Regions from separate parts of the Mus musculus genome. Here all the other regions are linked to region 3. A link is a contact called in public HiCAR-type, HiChIP or PLAC-seq, Micro-C and promoter capture Hi-C data. All regions are on one chromosome and are shown on one strand. The core of a region is the stretch at or near the end of the contact, and the rest is flanking DNA. Distances in the headings are between cores, read along the strand shown.

Region 1 (3,171 bases), core at 523-3,022, 430 kb after region 3:
TAATCACACTCTTGCCAATCCCATATGCAGTATAAACATACAGAACTATGTCAAATATGGACATCTGACAATATCTAGACTTTATGAAAACTATATACATTCAACTCCACAAAATTTGGGTGGGGGGATTTAATTCAAGGGAATTTATATTCATGGAGTTCTGGGGCTCCCTACAGTTGTTTTTGACCAGAAGTGTTGCTAAAAATAACTTTCTGGGAAGCAGTTTCCATGAACCTTCATTTAATTTTGTCGTGACAACTCAGCCACAGCTCTCAATGCAAGTCTCCAGTTGGCTTCAATACAAAGGAACAGTCGTCTGCTAATCACTCAGTGGCCTCACAGGTGTTGCCTGGCAGCATGTGCAGTAGATGCTGTGTTGGAGAAGCATGTGTGGCTAGCAGCTGTAGCTGCCTATGACACTGCAGTGCTTTGAATAAGAATGGCCCCAGTAGGCTCATAGATTTAAATGCTTGGCCATTAGGGAGCAGTGCTACTTGAGAGGGATTAGGAGGCGTGGCCCTGTAGGAATAGATCTGGCCTTCTTGGAGGAAGTGAGCCACTGGGGATGGGCTTTCCGATTTCAACTGCCAGTTGCTCTCTCTTCCTGCTGCCTATGGATCTGGATATAGAACTCACTACCTCTCCAGCACTGTGTCTACCTGTGTGCTGCCATGCTTCCTGCCATAATGATAATGGATTGAACCTCTGAAAATGTAAGCCATTCCCCTTTCCTTTCTAAGAGTTGCCTGGTGTCTCTCCATGCCTGGTGTCTCTTTGTCTCGGTTTGAGAGTCAGTTATAAGATAGTACCACACAGAGTGTCCAGGGGCAAAGGTTTCCTTCTGGGAAACACTCAGTAAATACTCTTTCCCCACACAACTGGTGTCCAGCTCTTCATAGACCTCCCTCTAACTGGGCACTTAGTGATCCAGACTTGAGTTTGTTTTCTACTCCCTCCTGAGAGTATCAGCATAATCAATGTAACACAACACTATCCAGGCCAGATCACAGGGGAATCTTTCACACATCGCCTCTGGAAGCAAACATCTTGGCTCTTAATGTGAGAACCTCCTTTAGTGTTGGCAAGTTGACCGATGGGGAAGAGAACGAGAGGCCTGAGCCCTTTCAGGAGATCCCCTTATCTTGAAGGGTGAGTTTGTTTAAAATGTTAGTAGCCAGTGGAACAAAGAATTCCTTGTATGATGGAGAACCTTCCTGAATTTATTTTTCTACCAAAAGATATGTGAATTGAAGAAAACTGTCTGCGGGGAAAGTAGCATTTTTTTTTAAATTAATCACATTTTTGGATTGCTGGCATTTGCAATTAATACTACTTTTGTTTCTGCTTGTGATCCAAATGGCAGGTAGAGGTTACTTTGATTTAATTATGAGCTCTCAGCATTCTTCCCATACCACCAATTTAGGCCGTCTAGACAGTGCGGTCGCTCTATGGTGAGTGGGCTTCCCTCTGGGAATTCCTTTCTTTTGGACCATGGAAGAAGTCTCCACAGACCTTGAAAAGACTTCCCACATAAGTCTCTGTGCCCTTATACTTCAATATCTGCGATGCCACAATGCATTAATACATCTGTATCGTATTAATACTGTATTAGAGCAATGCATGGGTAATACGATATAATAAAAACAGGGCTCAAGCCTAACGTTCTCACGTGGCTCCGCAAGATGAGAAACAGCATTGTCAGTCCCAGCTCGCGGGCCTTGTGCCTGCGGAGAGGCAGAAGAGGCCTGGGGCCTGCCGTGAGCAGTATAAACCGCCATGCGGTCCACGCCAGTGCTGCTGTCCAGAGATAAAGAACGCAGACAGGCAGACTAGCTGCGCTGTGGGTCCGGAGTGTTTTCATAATTCCCAACACCCTCCTCTTTCACATTGTTGGTTTGTCATCCTCTAGTAATTGTTCATAAATCATTGCTGCAATTGCTTGTGACTCTATAACATTCCCTGCCAAAAAAAAGTATTGCAACAAATAGTTGAGAAGTTCTTTTTTTTTTTTTCTTTCTCTTTCTTCCAAAATAATTTTCTTAAAAGAATTTGGATCTTGCATTTTCAAAACGATAGGAAAAAGCATAAAGAGCGACCGGGTGTGGGGATAAGGCTTTTCCTAAAAGCCAAGTTTGCTGGAGATAATTTCATTTCCAAAGTGAAGAACACGAAGGCCCAAGCCTCAGACCCGCCTGTTTTTTCTAACCACATTTCCATTCCCTCTCCAGCCCGGCCTGGCAAAGTGCATTTCTCTGCTGTTGACTCGTCTCACAAAACCTTTCCAAAGACAGAAATCCCATAACGTTTCGGGTTAATGAATTCTATTGTGTTGTAAGGACTTTACAGGGACTAACCTAAAGCTTCTATGCTCCATTTGAAATTAATTATCCTGGACTTTCACCATCATAACTAAGAATTAAAACCAGCTGCTCACCTCTGCCTTGCCACATTCCCGCAGCACGTTGGTAGGCTTGCCTTTTCATATTTCCATGCTACGTGGGCCCAGATCCTGTGACCTTTCTTTGGGAAGACGGTTTTCCAACCCGTTCATCATTTTCATTGTGCTTCTTTGGACAGACTCCAAAGTCTCTTTCCTTGGGTGGGCCCACGGTTTTGAGATAGCAGTGGCTGAGCCGTGGAAGTCACTTCACCAGAGATATGTAGCCTGCATGCCAGGGGCCATTCTTTGTGGGGGGGGGGTGTCATACTTCATTTTAGACACGCCTGCTGTAAAAACACAGTATAGATTAAAAATAAACTGGGTAAGAGTGTTCACCTAGGCTCTCTTCCAGAAAAACACTCTAATCTATTTAAGATATGACAGGTTTCCCTAAAGTCTATGCATCTACATAGATTTCAGAGAACACCTCTTATGGACCATGAAGGGTATAGTATCCGTACATTCGTTTACTCATTTATCTTTTCATTGATTTGAGAATGTTAACCAAATGCCTGCTGTTCCCTGATATAGTCTAGAGACAAAGGAACTGGATTATTATCTTGCTCATGTAGCTGCTTTACACTGAAGAGCATTTAACAACACGGAGAGACAGTGTGTGAATAGTTTGATCACTGATGGCGGCCCTTCTCTGAGCAGCAAGTCATTTAGTATGTACTTGCTGAGGTAGCCAGCTTTCTGTCACTGTGACAGAGTACCTGAGGCAGCTGATA
Region 2 (3,013 bases), core at 411-2,910, 350 kb after region 3:
TCGAGATCAGGAGAAAGGAATCCAGGGGATTGAATTTGCTGTGATTTGGCCCTCTACCTTCTGTTGTTCCACTCGCCCCCACCTGATCTGAAGGCTCTATCAGAGACTCACTTCTGACTGAAGCTTTTCTGTTTTGTACTTAACACGTGTAGTTCTCAGTAAAAGAGGGGACTCTCCCTTCATTGTTTGAAAAGGAAGAAAAAAGAAAAAAAAGACAGGACAGGGGCACTTTGTTATCTGCCTTTGTGAGCAGACCATTCTCATTCTTGTTAGATAAGGTCTGTAGTGACCTCCATGGCTTTACCCCTTCATCCTAACCTGTCTCATTGTATGCCTCCCCAGTTGATTAAAATCCTCTCAGTTATTTCATTGTATTCACTAAGGCAAGGCAAACCTTTACTCCCTATTGGGCAGTGGTTAGTGGCTGCTTCTAACTTAACCTAGTTAGTTCCTTCCTTGAAAATGACTCTGAGGCAAGGTGACGGTCAGAGAGACTGTTGTTTCAGCAACAGCTGCTAGGTTGTTTTTTCTAGGGGGAGGGGAGCTATGTCCTAGACACATATTATTTCTTGTGTCAAGTTTATTACATTTTATAGGAACAGATTGAAGTGTAAGAAACAGTGGTTTGTACCTTTTTTCCTTTCTGATTTTCCAAAGCAACAAGGACATTTGTCACCAGTCGTGCTTAGTGACTGATGGACTCAGTATTGTCAACTCTTGGGTATAGATCAGTGACTTGAGCTGACTACTAAGCCAGGTAGGCTGTTTTCATTCCAGAACGCTCGAAGTGTAGCTAACACTTTCCTTTGTCACGTGTTGTGAACTGTGTTCCACAGCGACTAAAGTCGTTGGACTCTTCTTTGGGGAGGGCCAATGGGAGATGGAAAATCAGAAGACCAGTCTTTAGGGTGTTCCTTAGGGATTAAACCATCACATGGTCCCCTCAGCGGAGCACAACTCCTCATCCATTTACCCATTTATCCATCTATAAAAGAAGGGGCAGATCCTCTCAGTGTTCTTTTTTGATCTGCTTATGTGATGCTTAGCATGGATCTTCTGTCAGAATCTCCATGGCTCACAGCTGTTCTTGATTATGTATGACTCCCATTGATCTTAAATTGGGGGGGGGGAGATATTTTCTAAAATTGCTTTAAAAGTAGCTCTAATAAGCTTTGTGGCAGATTACCTCCCCTAAAAGTCAATGTTGGCCTTGCCATGTATGGCCTGAGCCCTGTGAGGAATTCACTGTGACAAACACCCATAATGCTGCTCTGAGGATAACCTTACAAAGCCTCTTCATGAATGACTACCGGGATTCATGCCCTGAGAGAAGATGTGGTTTGTTTTCTAATCAAAAATTGAGTACAACTTTTATCAGGTGGGCCAAAGGGACACAGGATTAGTCATAGAAAATGAAAAAGATTAAATATGCCTTGATGATACTCATACTTGAGAAGTGAGTTTGGGTAGGAAAAAAAAGAGGTATTCCATTTAGCACCTTCTTCTGTGAGCAGAGAAATCCAAGCCAGGTGATGAGTGTAGCCTTGCCCCTTTCTGTGATAGTAGACCTTGCCAGGCATTTTCTAAGACAGAATTTAAGTATCCAGCTTTCTAGTTTCTTTTCTGCTGAAACCAAAACCAAAACCAAAACTGCCTCTAACCAAAAGCAGTTTAGAAGAGCATAGGATTTGCTTCGCTTAACCATCTAGGTTATAGTCACTATTGAGAGAAGTCAGAGCAAGGACATGAGCAGACATTTGGAAGCAGGAACAAGAGAGGAAGGCTAGCTAGCTCAGTCTCAGGCTGAGGCTTAGTTACCTATTTTTATAGAGCCCAGAACCAAAGTCTAAGGAATGGTGCTGCCCACAGTGGGCTGGGCTCTCCTACACCAATTAACAAACAAGACAGCCCTCCATGGATATGCTCACAAGTCAGTCTGATCTGGGCATTTGTTCAATTGAGGTTTCCTTCTCACTCGACTCTGGTTTGCATCAAGTTGATAGTGAATGTTAACTAGGAAAACAGAAGCCCATATAATAGAAATTGAACTTTTTAGATCCCTAGCTACAGACAAGTAGAGTTTCTCACTTGGTTATCACTCCAGTGTTGAATTACTTTGCTGTTGCACCTGGCACATCGGAATTTGAAGCCTTTCCCTTTAACTATACTGATGGAATGGTCCCTGTTTTAAAGCAAGCCCAGTAAAATATTCTAAGTCATCAACTGTAAGGTGCAACAGGCAAATCTTTACTGAAATATATGATAAAAAATTGCGTCAAAAATATTGGAGTCCTGGTGGGGGTATAGGGGACTAGTAAGTCTAATAAATGCACATGATTATTTATAGAGAAGGAATGACTCTTCAGTGCTGCCGAGGAGCTGGGAAGCTTACAGTGAGGCCTACTGACAGGAGCACTGACATTGGCGCCTTAGGTGACATAGTGTTGGCTACACCACTGTGCCCATCAAACTTGTCCAACGTCACCAAGGCTTGGGTGTTGCACTTCCAGTCTGACCACAATATGTCCACAGAGTTAAAAAAATTAGGTTTCATTCAATACAACACCATGTATGTTTCCCAACTATCATGCAAAACTATCACGTTTTGATGCTTTGGTTTTGAACTTATCCTATGGCCATTAAGAGTAACACAGCAGAAATGTGAAGGGACAGAGGGAACAGTTTATTACATTTTTTTTCCTGCCTTTTCCTCAGCTCTGGGTGAATAGTTAGGGTATGCGCACAAAATTCATGGATGAAAAATTGTATTGAATTAAAATAAAAATTTAATTATATCTATTCATTCCTTCGTTTGAATGTTGATGCATTTTGCCGACTGGTGACGTTAGGAAGAATCTCAGAGCCATTCTTTTTGTTTCCGAAAATGATCATAGTTTGGTGTAAGCCATAGAAGCTGAGAGCAGGACACAGGAGTTCCTCAGATGCTGGGATTTTGGGCCATGTATCTCATTTTCCTAAATTGCTAACCCAAGGTGAAAGATGTTGGACCACA
Region 3 (3,125 bases), core at 144-2,643:
ACCTAAGTGACAGGCAACAGCTGAGCTCACACATCTGGAGCTAGAGGAGGGCAAACCTTTGCAGCCCTCACTCTGTCTACACCTTGAGCCTGTCTGAAGAGACAGATGAAGTTTCTTTCGTCCGAAAGTACATTAAAAATATCTGATGGCGAACCATGTCAATTATATAACATCAGCGCAGACACTGCCTTCCCAAAGCGCTGATTAAAACCAGGCGGCAGACAGAACTGTTCAGGGACAGATAGGAGATACAATTTCATCAAGTATAATTTGTCATTCATAAAACCTACCCTAAAAGCCACAAATGCAACATTCTTTTTTTTTTTTTTTTTTTTTTTTTTTTTTTTTTTTTTTTTTTTTTTTTTTAAACAGCACAAGTGCACTTGGGCTCCGCCAGCGATTTTTACACATGCTCCTTTTAGGCCGGTTCGCGGTGCGTTCTTCTCCTTGATCCTGGCTGCAGTTCTGCCTCTGACACGTTTTAAAACCAGGAACCAAGTGCGTCAGGCTTAAGACTCTGAGTCCTACAGGGGCGGGCTGGGACTCAAAGCTGTGCCAGCCGTCCCCACGACCTCCCGGGTACACCCCCCGTCTTCAGTCTCCCGAACGCAATCTGTGGACAATTTTCCCAAAGTCCCAAAAATAACACGGCCCTGCCAATAGTCGTTGGCGATGCCGTTTGTTTTTCTTAGAGGGCAATGAAAACTCAACAGCTTTCTGCTGCATCCCGAGTCCCGCTCCTGCTAATTATTAACAGACCTAGTTTCTTCAACTTTTTCTGCCAGAAGGGAGGACGTCGCGGCTCCCCTCCTCTCCCACGGGCGAGCTGCGTGCAGAGCAGGGGTCTCCACCGAGGGCAGGCTGCGGCTGCCTCTCCAGGGCAGGCAGCCCTTCCCGGGCACGCTAGGCGCCTAGTCTCCCCGCCGACGCCAGTAGGTGACAGGCGATCCTCAGCCACTCACCCTCGCCTCCCCGATCTCGCGTGGCCGGGCTCCGGGCCATGCAGCTGGCCTCGGCGCAGGGGGAACCTGGCTGCCACGCAGCACGAGGGGGCCGTGTGCCCAGCCTCTAGGCAGCCACAGCCCAGCAGCTCTTCTCGTGCGGTCCCCGCGCTCCCAAACCGCCGGACGTCCCACCCCGCGCCGTGACAACGCGGCCCGAGCCGCGGCGCCCCTCGCCACTCACCCCACGCGCGAGAGGCGGCCGCGCGGTCCTCGGCGGTGGCGTTGAGAGCTGCGGTCCTCCGCGTCAGGCGCGCTCCCGCGTGCGCAGCCCCGGGAGCGTCCGCAGCCGGGCCCGTAGCGCTGCGGCCGCGCGGTCCAGGTCAGCGCAGGCGGCGCGGGGCTTGCAAGGTGGTGGCGGCTCCCGGGCCGCTGCTCGGCTGCAGGCGGAGTGCGCGCTCCAGTCCCGGCCGCTGCAGAGCACCCGCCCCCGGCCGTCGCGCCGGCGCCAGCGAAATCCCGGAGCGCGGACGCAGGGGATCCAGGCGGCTCTGCGCGCCCACGCGCACAGTGCGGGGCCGCGATCCCTCCCGCGAGGCAGCACCGGCCGGGCTGCGGTCTGCAGGCCCGCCAGTCTCCGCCCCGCCCCGCCTCCGATTCTGTGCCCTTTTTAATGCTGTTGCCCAGGTTCAGCCAATAATCCAGATGGATTGATTGCCAGATAGGAAAGGTGAAGGAGAGGAAAAGGCGAACCCAATTTCCTCTGATCAAACACTTTGATGGGGTCCCTATTAGGGTTCCCTTTCCTTTGGGGGCGTGTACAGAGGGCACGAGTTAATTAAACTCTGAATTCCTTCCGGAGCTCTCGCCTCTGATAAACCCACCTGGACTCGATCCTATTTTGTGTAATTCCCCAGACTGGCCTTACTTAAGTCAGCTCCACAGCCAAGGGGTGAGATTTCAGATCAGGAAGGCCAAAGTGATCGTTTCAAGGAAAAAGCCTGAGGGTTACAGCTGAGGACCCTCGAGGACCGCGGTGTCTGGGGCCAGGACCAAGTTAGCAGGGTGCACTAGATGCAGGGTCCAAAGCCTTCATTCCACCATGAGGATAATTTTTCATTGACCAAGCCACTCTCCGTGTTTTCACTGTACCCGGTTCCCAGGGCTGGGCTGGGCTGGGCTGTCAGGCTCAGTCGCCCACGGTCAACAGGGACTCTGGCTGTTTCAAAGTTCTGCCCTGACATTTGCAGGGCCCCTTAAACCTTATCCTCTTACCTTCTCTACTCCCGGATCTGTGGAATGGACACTATGATCCCATATCTCAGAGGGCAGAGCCCACTGCAGCTGGTAATGACAACTTGACATGTGTCCCTACAAAGCTGGACCTTTGTGGACCTCCCTATGTCTTCTAAACCTTCCAAGATGCTGAAAGAAGCATCCTCCAGGACGAGAAGGCTTTGAGTGTTGCGAGTAGAGAGGATGACCTTGATTGATGGATTTGTATCTCTTTGAGGATAACCAAAGCTGACCGACCATTTTAGGACTTTCTCTGGTAGCAAGCATTTTCCATTTCTTTGGTGGCGAAGCAAAGAGAGCTTCGTTAAAAATGAAGCCAATGGATTACGAAGATGTAAAGTGACGATAACTAAAGTCAAACGAGGGAGCTCCAAAGCTAGAGTCTGTTTTCCTCACCTCTTACTCCTCAGTCGGTTAACATCCTGGATGCTACTGACTGGCACAGGCTGCTGCTATTGAAACCCTCTCCCTCGTGACCCAAGCCTTTTCGCTCCTCAGCATTTCCTTGGCCTTGGCCTTTAAAGTTGTATCTCTTCATCTTGTCCGTACAAATACTTCTTTTAAGCTATAAGCATGGAGATACTAACTAACCTTTCTGCCGGAGAAAACCGGCAAAAAATTGACTCATTTCATGTCTAGACATAGTGGAAAATTAGTACTTTTAAAGGGCGAATTCTACTGTCTTTATTAACGTCTTGGATTTCTATGTTTTTTCCCCCTTAAAACTTCAAAGTACATTGGGTTTTCAAAAATTAAAAATTGAGCGATGTAGTGGGTTTATCAACACAGTCTCCTCCCTTCTGCGGCAGAGTAGGGTAGGAGAAGCTAGAGGAAAGGCTATACTGTGTAGCCTGCACTTGGACCTCCCTATTAAAAGGAGAACGTGTT
Region 4 (3,148 bases), core at 494-2,993, 450 kb after region 3:
AGAAGACCCAGTTTAGCCTGAGTACAGGACTCTAAAGAAGTAAAGGAACTCACCCGGTGGCCAAGTTCGTCTGTGGGTTTTCTGGACATCTTCATGGTCCTAAGATGTCCTTGCATCATGGGCCCTTCTCTCAAAGCTTCATACACTATGTTCTTGGGGCTTGATTATAGATATGTTGACCCCGATCTATTATCTTGTTATCTTAGGATAACCTTTTTTAATTTGGGGAGAAGCCAAATTACATGGTACCTTGACTCTTGCATTCGTTGTACACGGAAAAGGCAGTTTCATGTAGGGAAATCAGTGCCTGCCACAGTCAGTGCTGAGAAAACTGAAACACAGCTCCACACCGCCATTCTCAGCCACTGGGTGAGTTCCTTTACTTCTTTAGAGGCCTGGGCTCAGGCTCAACTGGAACTTCTGGCTTTGATGCAGAAAAGAGTATCAGACATAGCCAGTATGAAACAGAATCAGCTATTTTATTAAATCGATTAAGAAAGAAATTGTCTCCAGAGCGAACGAGGGAGGGTAGGGTTCCCTGAGGGAGGGGATCTACATGCTGAGGGTCCTGGTGTGTAGCATGTGGGGAAGCTCTCTGTCATTCCACTGCCTACCAGGTTTCTGGAGACCTTACCCTCCTCAACCTCTCTCTGTCTTGCTGCTCTCTGATAATGGAGATGATAGGGTGGCTCAGGAGGTTCCTGGAACTGAATTACATACCTGGTAAAAAACTAAGCCCCAGGGCTTCTATTGTTGCCCAAATGGTTTAGGACTTGATTCTCATTGGAGTATCGGGTGAGGTTCCTAGAAAATTGCAGCTGTTAAGCTAGGGAAGAGAAAGGGTCCAGCAGTTGATAAATACATGGGAGTTCATCTTTTGCTACTGGTGGGAGGTGCTTACCATGCTAATCACTGAAGTGAGGCACTTCTTTATATCCAGTCATATCTATGAACACTTTCCTATTTTGAAATTCTGCCCCACCATCAGCTTGTATTCCCCCTTGAACCTTGTCTACAGTAGCCTGTGGCATGTGGGTGGCTGAACGTCTATAGACTCTTCCCTAGGTGAGCAAGGACACCACAGGGTCTCTCTCTTCACGAAATTAAAGCCTTTTAAATGAGTTTATAATTTCATATCTTGGAGCTGTGATGGAAGAGGGGCAGTGTAACCGACTCCCGAGATGCCCCAGGAATCAGTCCTAGTATAGCATCCCCTTTCCTTTTAAAGGCGTGAATATTAAGGCACACCTTCCTCCTGTACAACCTTCCACTTGCTCCTCTCCTGAGCCATATGTGTTTTGGATCCTCCCTCTCTACATTTTATTCCCAGTACCTATGCCACAGTTTGAATGTTGGGATGCCTGGAAATCACCTCTACACAATGGATCAGTCCATCATCTTTAAACTTCGGCCCAAAATTTTCAGGGCAGGGACAAAACATAGGAGGCCCTTTCCACAGAGTGTTACACAGCTGGATTCTAGCCAGCTCCCGTCTAAGCTTCCTGCTCCTGCTCCCGCCCCTGTCCAGCCCGTACCGCCGCTCATTCTTGCAGGATGCTGATCCTCTCAGCTCACATCCAAATTCCCCTTTAAACTCAGCTTGCTGCCCACACAGCTGATCCATCCCACGTCTCCAAACATTTTCCAAGTCCCTCCCACGAATCTGTTGCAAAGGCTGCTGAACCAGACTGTCATAGTTAGCCATAGCAACAATGCCACTTCTCTGGTGCAATCTTTCAATATTGGTTTCATTATCACGGTGAACGACTTGCTGACTCATCACTTCGGTGAGGACGGCTTTACTCTGCCTCGTGCCTTGATGACGAGTTCCGTCGCCCTTATCTTTCTCAGTTATTTAAGATCCTAGAGTATCTCAGGCTCACTCCTGCACACATTTGTTGACGTCATTCCTTCTAGCTCTTTCACAATGACCAAGTAAGTTTTTTTCCAATTCTTAAGCCCTTCTCTTTTCTTAAATAAGGATTTTTATTTTATGTATATGTGTGAGTGCCCTCACGCATGCCTGAGCACCGTGTGCATGCCTGGTGCCTGAAGAGATCTTGAAAACTCCATCAGATTCCCTGGAATTGGGAGTTGCAGGTAGTTGTGAGTTGCCTTTGAGGATGCAGGGAACTAAGCCCTGGTCCCCTGCAAGAGCAGTAAGTGCTCTTAACCACTGAAGCACCTCTCCAGCCACTTCGTAACCCTCAAGATTCTATGTGCCTATCATGTGGGAGCATGTCACCCGTGGATTGTCTGTAAGAAAGCATTTGCTCTCCCAGTCACTTGCTTGTCTCACTTAAGGGATAATCAGCAAAAGGAGAAGAGAGGTGTTGCTTGATTCTTCTTTGTTTTCTCACTGTCTTAGGTCAAGGGTGGCTTGAAAATACTCAACAAATATTTACTGAATGACAGGTGTGAATGATTACTAAGTTCATTGAAAGTCTCTACACTCTATACTGTTTAGACTCTCTGAAGGACTCAACTTAGTAGTCAGAAAAAGAACAGATTTCTCTCCATCGTGCTCATCAGTCTATCTTCATATTAAATCTAATCACATAATAACAAGAGCAAGCATAACCAGCATAAAGACATTTGGCCACACAAATCCTGACTCTTTCTTGGCACATAATTTACACCTCATGGAGATGTAGAATTGGCGTGTTCACAGAGATAGGCAGCACTTTGCATCTGTAGGTGGCTGCCTGCAAAACTCTCAGAGCTCCTACTGAAGTTGGTTTGTAAGTCTGGCGATGTGAATTGTAAAACATTTTAGTCAAGCGAAGATAAGAAATGGTTACGGCAGGGACCACAGAGATGGCTCCGAGGTTGTGAGTGTTGGTTTAATTTAGAGGGCCTGGGTTTAGTTTACAGCTCCCACAAGATGACTCACAACCATCCATAACTCTAGTTCCAAGGGTTCCGATGACCTCGTCTGACCTCTGTGGGTACCAGGTAGGCACATGGCATACATATATACAGGTAATACACTTGAAATAAATAAATAATTAATTAAACAAACAAGCAAGCAAGCAACTGAATAAACCTAAAAGCTTTGTTTAAATAAATGTTAAGTCTTTGGAATGTGGGTGAAATGTCCTAGCTTAAGAACACATGGTTGTAATGTCAGTTTTGGGTTTATGGGGAA
Region 5 (2,918 bases), core at 299-2,798, 320 kb before region 3:
AAATAATCGTTTCAAATAGGATATACTAGTTGAAAGGAGATTTCTCTCAAACACTGTCCTTACCATTTAAAAATGTTTTCCTTCCAAGTTGGATTTTTTTTCCCCAAATACTTCTTATGTAATTCTGGGCAATTAATACTTTTGTTTTGTTTTGTTTTGTTTTGTTTTTTGAGACAGGGCTCCTCTGTAGAGCCCCGGATATCCTGGACATTGCTCTGCGGACCAGGCTGGCCTCGAACTCAGAGATCTGCCTATTTCTGCTTCCCGAGTGCTGAAATTAAAGACATGCACCACCACCGCCAGGCTTTTAAATGTGTAGCCCAGGCTGGCCTCGAACTCATGGTCCTCCTGCCTCCGCTCTCCTCGGCAAATCCTACTGGGGGTCTGGGGGTGTAGGTTGTAGGCAGTGGAACCTGAGAGCACACCTATACCCCACATTTCTCTGACTACAATCAAACCATAAACCAAGAGCTCACTATCTCCATGCTAGCTTCTCTTTTACCCGCTTCCCGCTGGAAAAGACCATCAACTCTCAGATGCTACATAGACAACAGCTCAAAGTGGATGTACTCTTTTTACAATTCCTGTCTTCCACTCTCCAATTAGTTGGTCTCAGAACTGCCCAAACACAGGAATCCACCAAGGAGGCAGTGCGAATTAAGTAAACTGCCCAAACAGTTTTCCATTTAAATTTCATGATTCTAACCGTGGCAGTGACTTATGCAAATCCACCAACTCATTATGCTGTGTTATAAATATTCATTTCTTTTTTTTTAAAGTGATTTCTTCATACCTTACTCCTCCCATAGATATAAGCATATTAAGTATCACTCATGTTTCTGAACTTCCTTTACGTTTCCAAAAAAACGAATATTTTCAAAATAAAAATTCACAGCTCGCTTTATGCCACATCCAGATTTCTTTAGCTACGGCTACTGATAAAAAGCTAAGATTTAGGCGGAAAATTTAGACACCTGGGAGGTGGAGGGCTCAACTAGGGCGCCAGCCTGATTCTCAAATTACTCAGCTTCGACTCCATGGAAACAGGAGGGAATCCCACTAGCCGCAGTGTAATTAGGATTTTGTGGGACACCACTTACTTCCAACGAACCTTTCAGAAAGTTGCAAAGCGATTCAATTTCTAACTGGTCTAACACTGAATCTGAAGCCAGCCAGCCAGTGCTCGGTGATGGAGCGGCGCGTCCGGCCCTCCCAGACCTCCACTCCCGGCAATGCGGCTCATACCTGCCCGTCCGGCCCGGGCCCGCGCTGCCCGCGCCTCTCCCCGTGCCGCGTCCACCGTCCGCCAGCCAGGAAACTACCGCGGCCTGCGGCCTGCGGCCCCCGGCAGCTCCTTCCTCCAAGGACACCGCGAGCTGGCTGAAGGCGTACAGCAGCGAGCAGAAGCCGCAGGCCAGGCACAGCCCTACGACCCGCAGGTAGCGCCGCATCCCGGCCCGCGCTGCCGCCACCGCCGCTGCCGCCGTCACCGCCGTCACCGCCGCCGCCGCCGCGCCCGCCCGGGCGAACTACGAAGAATCGCAACGCGCAGCCGCAGCGTGACCAGCCTGGTTCCCGCCCCTCCCCGCTCCGCCCCTCCGCCCGAATCCCCGCCAGGTCCCACTCGGTCCCATGCCGCCCAAGCCCAGCACCCCACACGACACGCCCCTAGCCCTGCCATGCCCCGCCCCGCTCACAGCCCCTCCCACATCCGGCGCAGGCCCCGCCTCTGTTTCAAACCACAGCCCCTGCCTGGTATTGTCCCGCCTCCGGGCCACGCCCCAACGCCCGGCCAAGGCTCCGCCTCCGCAGCGCACCCGGAAGCGGAGCTGAGCGCTGGCGCTCTCCCGGCCTTCACGCCGAGCCTTGAGATGGATGCTGGTTCCTCTTTACAGATTGCCCGGCTCTGAGCTGTGGACAAGTGTAGCGAAAGAAGCAGGGCTGTAGGCCCTTGCCCTAAATCTGCGATTTTTCTTTGCGCAGTTTGTGGCGCTGGGCAACTTGAATTCTCAGGCATCGCTGCGTTGACTAAAAAGAAACCGTGGTTACCGCACTTGCTAACTCTTCCTCGACCCATCCTGCTCCTCACGGACCTCAGCGTCGGGTCTAAAACATCTGTGCTTCGTGGGATGTCGTAAGGCGGCGGTAGTGCAATGGTGCTTTGCTTGCCCATCCACACAAGGCTGGGAAGGCAGCCTTATTAGACGTTGCTGACAAATCATTTGCATACCCAAAGCAAAACTGGTCCTCTCCAAACCCGGCCTCCCTTCCTTCCCGCCACACTCCACGCCTTGAGCTGGGTCACGCTGAAGCCTCGTAGGGACCTAGGGACGGGGAGGAAGGCAGATATTGAGAATGTGCAGCTCGGGGACTTTGGTACGGGAGACCTGTGGACGATTTAACAAAGCTTAAACTCTATGATTATTCTTAGTCCCTTAATAGGCTTTCGTTGACCAATCGTGTCATACCCAACATACTTTTGGCTCAAAACCTTTAAAGCAACCTCATCGAATCAATGGTTTCCACCATTCTGAAAGCTTAAAATGTCATTAGATGAGATCTGACACCTGTCAGTTTTTCCTGTTTGCTATAATCAATCTGATGGTCCAACCGGTATCTGGAAACTGCCTTAACTTCTGACTTTATTCTGTATTGGAACGTGTTATTCCACCCAACCCGAATCCATGTTCCCAGGCAATACACACGCCATTCACATCTGGTGCAAAAGCTCTTATTCCCTTTTGAAGAAGGCTGTTGTACAAAGACAGGATAGCCACCGGGTGTGGACACGCCCCAAAGTGAGTCGCTTGTACCTTCCAGTTAGTATAGCAGAGTATTCCTGAGCGAGGGTGGCCCTCTTAAGAGAAGGAATTCTAGACTGAGCGAGCAATGAAAGCGGCTCTCGTATTCAGGAGACT
Region 6 (3,335 bases), core at 734-3,233, 410 kb after region 3:
GGCACAAAAGTTAGACATCATTAAGCAGTCTCCATTAGGGCACGGGCTGTTTAATCATTGCTTCAGCTCCTGTTCTTCAAGGTGGTCCACGGAAGTCTTTATTACTTAAGATGAAAGGCGGCTGCTGGTTCTCAGGTGACAATTGCTTCTCCATGGTACTGCCTCACCATCGGAGATAATTGCCCTTGGTGCAGGGTGGGGGTCCTCAGGGCTCTTCTGTTCCTGGAATCCAAGGTGACTGCATGTTTAGGGTTATGACTATTGACCTTTGGCTACCTGGGGTGGGGACGGTCATAATATCTGGGACAGGGCCTTGTAAGGAGCTGACAGGAAGGTATTACATGGCCTCTGATCTTCGTGCCTTCTGTGCAGCAGGGAATAAGGGAGCTGAGGCATGAGTGGTTTCTAGAAAGACAGTCGTCACATAATCAGCGTGCCTGTGTGTAGAGGTAAGGAGTGTCTCACAGTGCAGGAGGCAGACGAAAGACAACGGCTGGGTACCAGTCTTTCCATTTGATTTCTCTGAAGGCCCCAGCGAGGAATCAATGCTTTTAGCCAAGCAGCTTCCAAATGCCTGTTATAATTACAGGGTTACAGAGGACCTGGAACATTTGATTTTAAGCTAATTGAGGACAGGGATTACATCCCTCTGTAGCTTTATACTTTCTTAATTAAATAAAAGTTAAAGAATAGAATATGTAACTCGACAGGCTTAATGAAATTAAGGTAAGCCCTAGATTTGCTTCCAACTTACTGATTAAAAAAAATACTTAAATCGAATCATTGAAGAAAGACTAATACATTTTTTATCCTATTATGAACACATTAGAAAAATGCACTTTCCAAGGTCAAAGCCACCCACTTTGTGCAAAAGATCCTGATGTTAGCTGTTCTCACCAAGTCCAGATGGGCTGCCTTGAGGAACTTATCTTCTTGTATTGAGCGGAGGATGCTTAAGATGTCTCCTTGCATCCATAGCTATTTTTCAGAGAATTCACAGACACGAGATTTATTTTAGATCCTTTGCCGAATTTCTTCATATAGATGTTACTACCACAGTCCCTGTGTGAGGACGTGTGTTACTTCTGGTAGTACAAGACCTCAAGTCACAAATTAATTTCTTTTCAGTGGCTTTGGAAAATGTTAACCCTCAGCATGAAAACCCTTATTAGGGGAATGAAAACCGAGAGCCCGTGAAATCATGGGAAAATACACGGGGGGGGGGGTGCCTATGCTTTGCCCCTGAGTGGGGCTTTCCTTCGCCTCCCAGTGACTTGCTATCCCATGGTGGCCACACATAGGTGAAAGGATTCTTACACGGGACACAAAAAGAGAGAAGTGGGCCAGAAACCCCAGAAGAAGAACACTAACTCAGATTTCCCAGGACTGGCTACTGTAATGACGAGAGATCTGCAGAGAAGATGAGTGTGAATGTTGAAATAAGAGTTAGCTCACTTAAAAGAAATTTCCCTTGTATCCCCCAAAGACGTCACTAAATCAAACTTCTTCCTTGCTTACACTCTTCCCTCTGTAAGCTGGGCTCTACTTGACTTATTGTAATCATTCTCGTACATTCATAATACAGTCTCTGCAATCTGTAAAACCCTCTCCCCCCATCTCATCTTCTCCCCTAAAACAACAGCGTGGAATACTTGATTTCAAGACTGGCTTCCTCAGTCAGGAAGTCAAGGTACGTGGGCTTAAGTGACTGTACTATAACAGTGAGACTCAAATTGGGGGTCATTTGTTTCTATAATCGATGAATTTGTAAGGTATGTCGCTCACAAGCTTGCAAGTCTTTTCCTGACCTGGCTCCTCTTTCCTTCTTGAATCTTGTCTCTTTCGTTTAGCAATCTCCTATATGCATGGAGCATCTCTTCCAAGCTCAGTTTTGCCATCTTTATGGCTTCTGCCTTTGATATTCTGCTTACCGTATTTTTCTCCTCTAGCTCCTGGGTGATCTTAGCGTTTCATCATGTGAATAATGTCTTCCAGAAACCAACACTGCCTAGTCACCTCCCCCTTCCAGATTAGCAGCCCTCTGAAGTACCCCAGCCTGCCTTCTGTGCTTGCATCTCTGTATCTGACACACATAATGTGTGGTAATAGTCTCCCTGCTGATTTGTAAGCCTTATAAGGACAGCAGACTGCATCCATTCATCCTAGTTCAGGGAAGGTACCCAGTACTCTTTTTTTTTTTCCCCTAGCTGACCCTAAGGGCTCACAGGCGAGCATGTTCCATACTGAGACGCTTCCAGCCAATTGACACCTTTCCCTTAGAACTTCCTTTAAACGTTTTAGCCAAACGTTAAATCGACTTAAAAAGTATGTCCTATATTTAGAAATATAAAGACTCTCTAGTGAGCTTGTGGCCTTGGGAGACCAATGCAAAGACTGAATGTCACTTTCAGTCAGGGTAGGGGTCGGGGTGGAGGAATAATTAAAGGCTTTCATGCCGTTACCTTGCTGGTTGCGTTTTTTTCTACTATCTACTTTCCAGCCTCAGATTCCAGCCAGCTCTATCTTTAGCTCATCTATCAAGATTGGTGAGACACGTCTGGGAACTATTTGTTATCTCTAGAGAGCCAACTCACAGGTCAAAATAACAATAAAAATGCAAATTTAGAGGAGTCTCCCTTGAAAAAGGCTATTTGCTTTCTTGGCCCGGGTGTGTTGCAATCCTAGAATCTTGCTAAAAGTTAGTTTCTGAACATTTTCCATTCACAAATTTTGTAATGCCTTCTTATAATTCTTTGTTCAATGTCTCCATCCCAACACATGACTTCGAGAAGTCAGGCACATTCTGGTTTTCAAAAAAAAAAAAAAAAATTGCTTAATCCAAGGGAATGAAGTTTCTTAAAGGTTATCTGCCTTGAATTACATCCAAGTTCTCCACGAATGAGCTATGTAAATCTTGCCATATGTTCTTGCCATACTGGTGCATCTGAGTAGATTGAGATATTTATAAAATGATCTAGGTATATTCATTGATTGAGGAAGATTGTTTTCTGAATATTGAGATAATTTAGTGTCTGGCACTGCTTAATTAATTTACCTAGATAAGCTAGGTTGGTTAAAATAAACCTATAAGGCCTTAATTTATTTTGTCATGGAGCCTTTTTCTTTCCCCCCCTGGTGTAGAGAAGGTCTGGGGAGCAGCTGGCCACCAGCTGGAGCTTCGTGGCTGGTTTACTGAAGTGAAATTGGGACTTTAACAAGCTTAGGTGTAACTAGATTTCACCTGCCTCTCAGAACTACCAACGCTCTCTCCCTTTCTACCCGACTACTCCCCATGGCTGGTTGTTTGGAGGGTCTGTTTTCAATATTTCTGCCCA
Region 7 (3,248 bases), core at 362-2,861, 490 kb after region 3:
CAGTACAGGGAGAGTGCATGTGTGGGTATGTGAATGTGAGTGTGTGGATGTGGGTGTGTGGATGTGAGTGTGTGGATGTGAGTGTGTGGATGTGGGTGTGTGGATGTGAGTGTGTGGATGTGAGTGTGTGGATGTGGGTGTGTGAATGTGAGTGTGTGAATGTGAGTGTGTGGATGTGGGTGTGTGAATGTGAGTGTGTGGATGTGGGTGTGTGAATGTGAGTGTGTGAATGTGAGTGTGTGAATGTGAGTGTGTGGATGTGAGTGTGTGGATGTGGGTGTGTGAATGTGAGTGTGTGAATGTGAGTGTGTGGATGTGGGTGTGTGAATGTGAGTGTGTGGATGTGGGTGTGTGAATGTGAGTGTGTGAATGTGAGTGTGTGGATGTGGGTGTGTGAATGTGAGTGTGTGAATGTGAGTGTGTGGATGTGGGTGTGTGAATGTGAGTGTGTGAATGTGAGTGTGTGGATGTGGGTGTGTGAATGTGAGTGTGTGAATGTGAGTGTGTGGATGTGGGTGTGTGAATGTGAGTGTGTGAATGTGAGTGTGTGGATGTGAGTGTGTGGATGTGAGTGTGTGGATGTGGGTGTGTGAATGTGAGTGTGTGGATGTGGGTGTGTGGATGTGAGTGTGTGAATGTGAGTGTGTGGATGTGGGTGTGTGAATGTGAGTGTGTGAATGTGAGTGTGTGGATGTGGGTGTGTGAATGTGAGTGTGTGGATGTGGGTGTGTGAATGTGAGTGTGTGAATGTGAGTGTGTGGATGTGGGTGTGTGAATGTGAGTGTGTGAATGTGAGTGTGTGGATGTGAGTGTGTGAATGTGAGTGTGTGAATGTGAGTGTGTGAATGTGAGTGTGTGGATGTGAGTGTGTGAATGTGAGTGTGTGGATGTGGGTGTGTGAATGTGAGTGTGTGAATGTGAGTGTGTGGATGTGAGTGTGTGAATGTGAGTGTGTGAATGTGAGTGTGTGAATGTGAGTGTGTGGATGTGAGTGTGTGAATGTGAGTGTGTGAATGTGAGTGTGTGAATGTGAGTGTGTGAATGTGAGTGTGTGAATGTGAGTGTGTGGATGTGAGTGTGTGAATGTGAGTGTGTGGATGTGGGTGTGTGGATGTGGGTTTATGTTGTGGATGGGCCTGGCTGTTCTTGTGAACCAATCACCTAATGAATAAAGGAGCCAATCACTGGGTGAATGGGCGGGACTTCTGGGTTGGAGGGAGGAAGAGAGGACACAGGAGGGAGTTAGGCCCTTTTTGGAATGGAACAGCAGAGGGGTAAGATGTAGCTGCTAGAGTTTCTCAGTATCATGGCAGATCAGCAAGGATTTGCCACAGGAGGAATCAGATTTTAATAAGGCTTACAAGATTAGGTTTTAGTTGCTGCACCCAGAGATTGAGTTATCACTGTTTCTGAATTAGGTTTGTGTTGTGTTTTCCTACACAAGGTGGCTCATCTGGGTTCAAGAGAGAAAGGTATAGCAGCAAAGCGTGGGTTTGCCAGATGTGCACCACAAAGGCCATGGGGGATTTGAAGCACGGGGTTGGCATGGTAACGACCCGTCAGTGGGAACCTAGTGAGCTGGGTGGAGAGACGTGGAGTTCTGAGTCAGAGTCTCCACAAGATAAAAACAGGATGGCTTTTGCCTGACAGTGCATAGCTGGCCAGGTGCTGGAGCAGAGAGTTGCCAGCAGAAACATGCCGGTTTGTTTTTAATATTTCCCACAACAGGTGTGTGGTAGTATGGCAGTCTTAGTGGGACAGTTTTACAAAGACAGGTGCTAGAGAGAACAAGCTAGACACAGGTGAAGACAGAATGATCCAGAGAATGAGCCAGAAAATTAGAACATATTGCCAAAGTTAGCATGAAGCCAAGCAGAGCAATTCAGTCAGAAGTGTGTGTGTGTGTGTGTGTGTGTGTGTGTGTGTGTGTGTGTGTGTGTGTGCCTTCATACTGCTCTGCCTCAAGAGGCCTTCAATTTTTGACACATTATCTGACTCCAACAAAATCTTGGTCAAGGAAAAGTCGAATAATTCTGCAACTGTGGTGGACAGGAAGCCTACCTCAAAGGAGTTCTTCCAGGAACTATTCCTCACTACAAGGAACCTGTTTCCACCAAAGTTAAGTTTTTAAGTTCATTTTGTTTCCAGAAATTTAATATTTACTGGAGGATGTTTTTGAAGTCCCGAATGTCAACTGTGACTCAGTCAAGCATTGGTTTGTCTTCTTCAAATGTGAAGACATGATTAATTTCAGAGAACTTGGTGACATTTCCAGCGTGCCTATCTGAGGTAAAGATGTTTGCAAGGTAGGAAACAAACGGCAAGGAGAGAACATTTTGTGCTTTACTGACCTTCTTGCTATACTCATAGATCAGGGCCTTGCTCGGTTATCATCATCAGAGAAGCTTCCTCCTGCAGTAGATAAAAAAAAAAACAAAGACGGAGACCCACAGCCACACAATGTGCAGTGAGTGAGAGTCCTTGGAACACTCAGTCCCAAATGGGATGTTTCCATCTGAACCCTCCCTTCAGGGCTCAGGGAACCCTGCAGACTAGAAGGCTAAAAGCATGTAAGAACCAGAGGGGTTGGAGAACGTTAAGGAAAGTAGGCCCTCTAAACATGGCAAGACAGTTCCATGTGTGACCTCACAGAGACTGTGGCAGCATGCACAGGACCTGCGTGGGTCCTACAACTGAAAGGGAAAGGTAAATGCAGGCCCCTCCCTAACCCAGACTCTATATCCAATCGATAATCACTCACAACTGAAAAATTAGTTTCTTTTAAAGGATTCTCACTAGAGACACAAAGCACTGTTAAGGTTTAACCACCCATGCCCATCAGTGGCCAACACAAAACACTCAGCGGCAGCGTCATGTTTTGTCATAGCATTTTAATAAAGTCTCACAGGACCTTTGCATGTATTATGGCTTCTAGCTGTGTGCTGTTATGGGTTTTTCTGTGAACAAACATGTGTCTTTGTCTCTTTGTGGTTTATATGGCTATTTCCCCCTTGGATCTTTTTCTTGTGTTTGTTTTTTTTTTTTTTTTTGTCCTATTCTGTTTTTTTTTTTTAAATCTCATTTTATCTCATTATTATCCCTTAGATGTCTGTTTCTAAGAGAAACAGAAAGGATGGGGATTTGGGAGGTGTGTGTGTGTGTATGTGTGTGTGTGGTGTGTGTTTGTGTGTGCGTATCTCAGAACAGTTGAGGAGGAGAACAACCAGAACATATTGTATGAAAAAACT

What was found. Promoter capture Hi-C pulls out the DNA fragments that hold promoters and counts their contacts. A called contact is a pair of places that touch in the nucleus more often than the background predicts. HiCAR-type assays count read pairs that join an accessible place to other places. HiChIP or PLAC-seq counts read pairs in DNA pulled down with a chosen protein or histone mark.
Region 1: an H3K27ac HiChIP or PLAC-seq map of the NIH/3T3 cell line shows a contact between it and region 3, with 6 times the contacts expected there. The contact joins the enhancer-like site here to the promoter of Prickle1 in region 3. A contact is called at or near these places in 11 of 39 promoter capture datasets (the 3T3-L1 cell line, 3T3-L1-derived adipocytes, cranial neural crest and 6 more), 9 of 484 Hi-C or Micro-C datasets (adipose-derived mesenchymal stem cells, cerebellar granule neurons, cerebral cortex and 4 more) and 13 of 115 datasets of contacts at active chromatin or transcription factors (the NIH/3T3 cell line, the SCID.adh cell line, VIP interneurons and 10 more).
Region 2: an H3K4me3 HiChIP or PLAC-seq map of the SCID.adh cell line shows a contact between it and region 3, with 10 read pairs. The contact joins the enhancer-like site here to the promoter of Prickle1 in region 3. A contact is called at or near these places in 10 of 39 promoter capture datasets (the HPC-7 cell line, cranial neural crest, embryonic stem cells and 5 more), 3 of 484 Hi-C or Micro-C datasets (cranial neural crest, nephron progenitors and uterus) and 11 of 115 datasets of contacts at active chromatin or transcription factors (the SCID.adh cell line, craniofacial prominence, differentiating embryonic stem cells and 8 more).
Region 4: a contact with region 3 is called in a promoter capture Hi-C map of hippocampal neurons, with 9 times the contacts expected there. The contact joins the enhancer-like site here to the promoter of Prickle1 in region 3. A contact is called at or near these places in 15 of 39 promoter capture datasets (the 3T3-L1 cell line, 3T3-L1-derived adipocytes, the HPC-7 cell line and 9 more), 1 of 15 datasets of contacts at CTCF or cohesin (the NIH/3T3 cell line), 2 of 484 Hi-C or Micro-C datasets (cerebral cortex and palatal mesenchyme), 10 of 115 datasets of contacts at active chromatin or transcription factors (the NIH/3T3 cell line, the SCID.adh cell line, SST interneurons and 7 more) and 1 of 9 other capture datasets (embryonic stem cells).
Region 5: a Micro-C map of embryonic stem cells shows a contact between it and region 3, with 5 times the contacts expected there. The contact joins the promoter of Gxylt1 here to the promoter of Prickle1 in region 3. A contact is called at or near these places in 4 of 39 promoter capture datasets (the 3T3-L1 cell line, hippocampal neurons and liver), 16 of 484 Hi-C or Micro-C datasets (CD8 T cells, LSK cells, astrocytes and 10 more), 5 of 115 datasets of contacts at active chromatin or transcription factors (astrocytes, embryonic forebrain, embryonic stem cells and 2 more) and 3 of 9 other capture datasets (adipose tissue, liver and pancreatic islet).
Region 6: a contact with region 3 is called in an H3K4me3 HiChIP or PLAC-seq map of the SCID.adh cell line, with 15 read pairs. The contact joins the enhancer-like site here to the promoter of Prickle1 in region 3. A contact is called at or near these places in 14 of 39 promoter capture datasets (the 3T3-L1 cell line, 3T3-L1-derived adipocytes, the HPC-7 cell line and 9 more), 1 of 15 datasets of contacts at CTCF or cohesin (the NIH/3T3 cell line), 9 of 484 Hi-C or Micro-C datasets (the G1E-ER4 cell line, cerebral cortex, cortical neurons and 4 more), 17 of 115 datasets of contacts at active chromatin or transcription factors (the SCID.adh cell line, T-cell acute lymphoblastic leukemia, astrocytes and 12 more) and 1 of 9 other capture datasets (embryonic stem cells).
Region 7: a contact with region 3 is called in a HiCAR-type map of Th17 cells, with 6 times the contacts expected there. The contact joins the enhancer-like site here to the promoter of Prickle1 in region 3. A contact is called at or near these places in 12 of 39 promoter capture datasets (the 3T3-L1 cell line, 3T3-L1-derived adipocytes, the HPC-7 cell line and 8 more), 1 of 15 datasets of contacts at CTCF or cohesin (the NIH/3T3 cell line), 5 of 484 Hi-C or Micro-C datasets (the C2C12 cell line, Th1 cells, cerebral cortex and 2 more) and 11 of 115 datasets of contacts at active chromatin or transcription factors (the SCID.adh cell line, SST interneurons, Th17 cells and 8 more).

The regions. Positions count from the first base shown.
Region 1 is chr15:94,023,984-94,027,154 of GRCm38.p6, forward strand. No RefSeq gene overlaps it. Among named protein-coding and RNA genes, the nearest start is that of Gm30609, 63 kb to the left of the region's middle. Within about 2 kb of position 1,773, at least 59 of the 459 cell types and tissues checked have an H3K27ac peak or open chromatin away from gene starts, as enhancers often do. A contact at or near this core is called in 3T3-L1-derived adipocytes, the NIH/3T3 cell line, craniofacial prominence and 3 more, where this site is marked.
Region 2 is chr15:93,948,966-93,951,978 of GRCm38.p6, forward strand. No RefSeq gene overlaps it. Among named protein-coding and RNA genes, the nearest start is that of Gm30609, 13 kb to the right of the region's middle. Within about 2 kb of position 1,661, at least 21 of the 459 cell types and tissues checked have an H3K27ac peak or open chromatin away from gene starts, as enhancers often do. A contact at or near this core is called in the SCID.adh cell line, where this site is marked.
Region 3 is chr15:93,594,509-93,597,633 of GRCm38.p6, forward strand. It overlaps Prickle1 (prickle planar cell polarity protein 1), which reads right to left and starts at 1,394. Exons shown (of 8, transcript NM_001033217.5): 1 at 1,186-1,394.
Region 4 is chr15:94,043,693-94,046,840 of GRCm38.p6, forward strand. No RefSeq gene overlaps it. Among named protein-coding and RNA genes, the nearest start is that of Gm30665, 63 kb to the right of the region's middle. Within about 2 kb of position 1,744, at least 23 of the 459 cell types and tissues checked have an H3K27ac peak or open chromatin away from gene starts, as enhancers often do. A contact at or near this core is called in cerebral cortex and hippocampal neurons, where this site is marked.
Region 5 is chr15:93,273,631-93,276,548 of GRCm38.p6, forward strand. Gxylt1 (glucoside xylosyltransferase 1) reads right to left here and starts at 1,549. Exons shown (of 7, transcript NM_001357006.1): 1 at 1,246-1,549. The coding sequence starts at 1,451.
Region 6 is chr15:94,003,023-94,006,357 of GRCm38.p6, forward strand. No RefSeq gene overlaps it. Among named protein-coding and RNA genes, the nearest start is that of Gm30609, 42 kb to the left of the region's middle. Within about 2 kb of position 1,984, at least 21 of the 459 cell types and tissues checked have an H3K27ac peak or open chromatin away from gene starts, as enhancers often do. A contact at or near this core is called in the SCID.adh cell line, embryonic limb bud, neural tube and 1 more, where this site is marked.
Region 7 is chr15:94,088,435-94,091,682 of GRCm38.p6, forward strand. The region is part of intron 2 of Gm30665 (a long non-coding RNA gene); the gene reads right to left. Among named protein-coding and RNA genes, the nearest start is that of Gm30665, 18 kb to the right of the region's middle. Within about 2 kb of position 1,612, at least 22 of the 459 cell types and tissues checked have an H3K27ac peak or open chromatin away from gene starts, as enhancers often do. A contact at or near this core is called in the SCID.adh cell line, Th1 cells and Th17 cells, where this site is marked.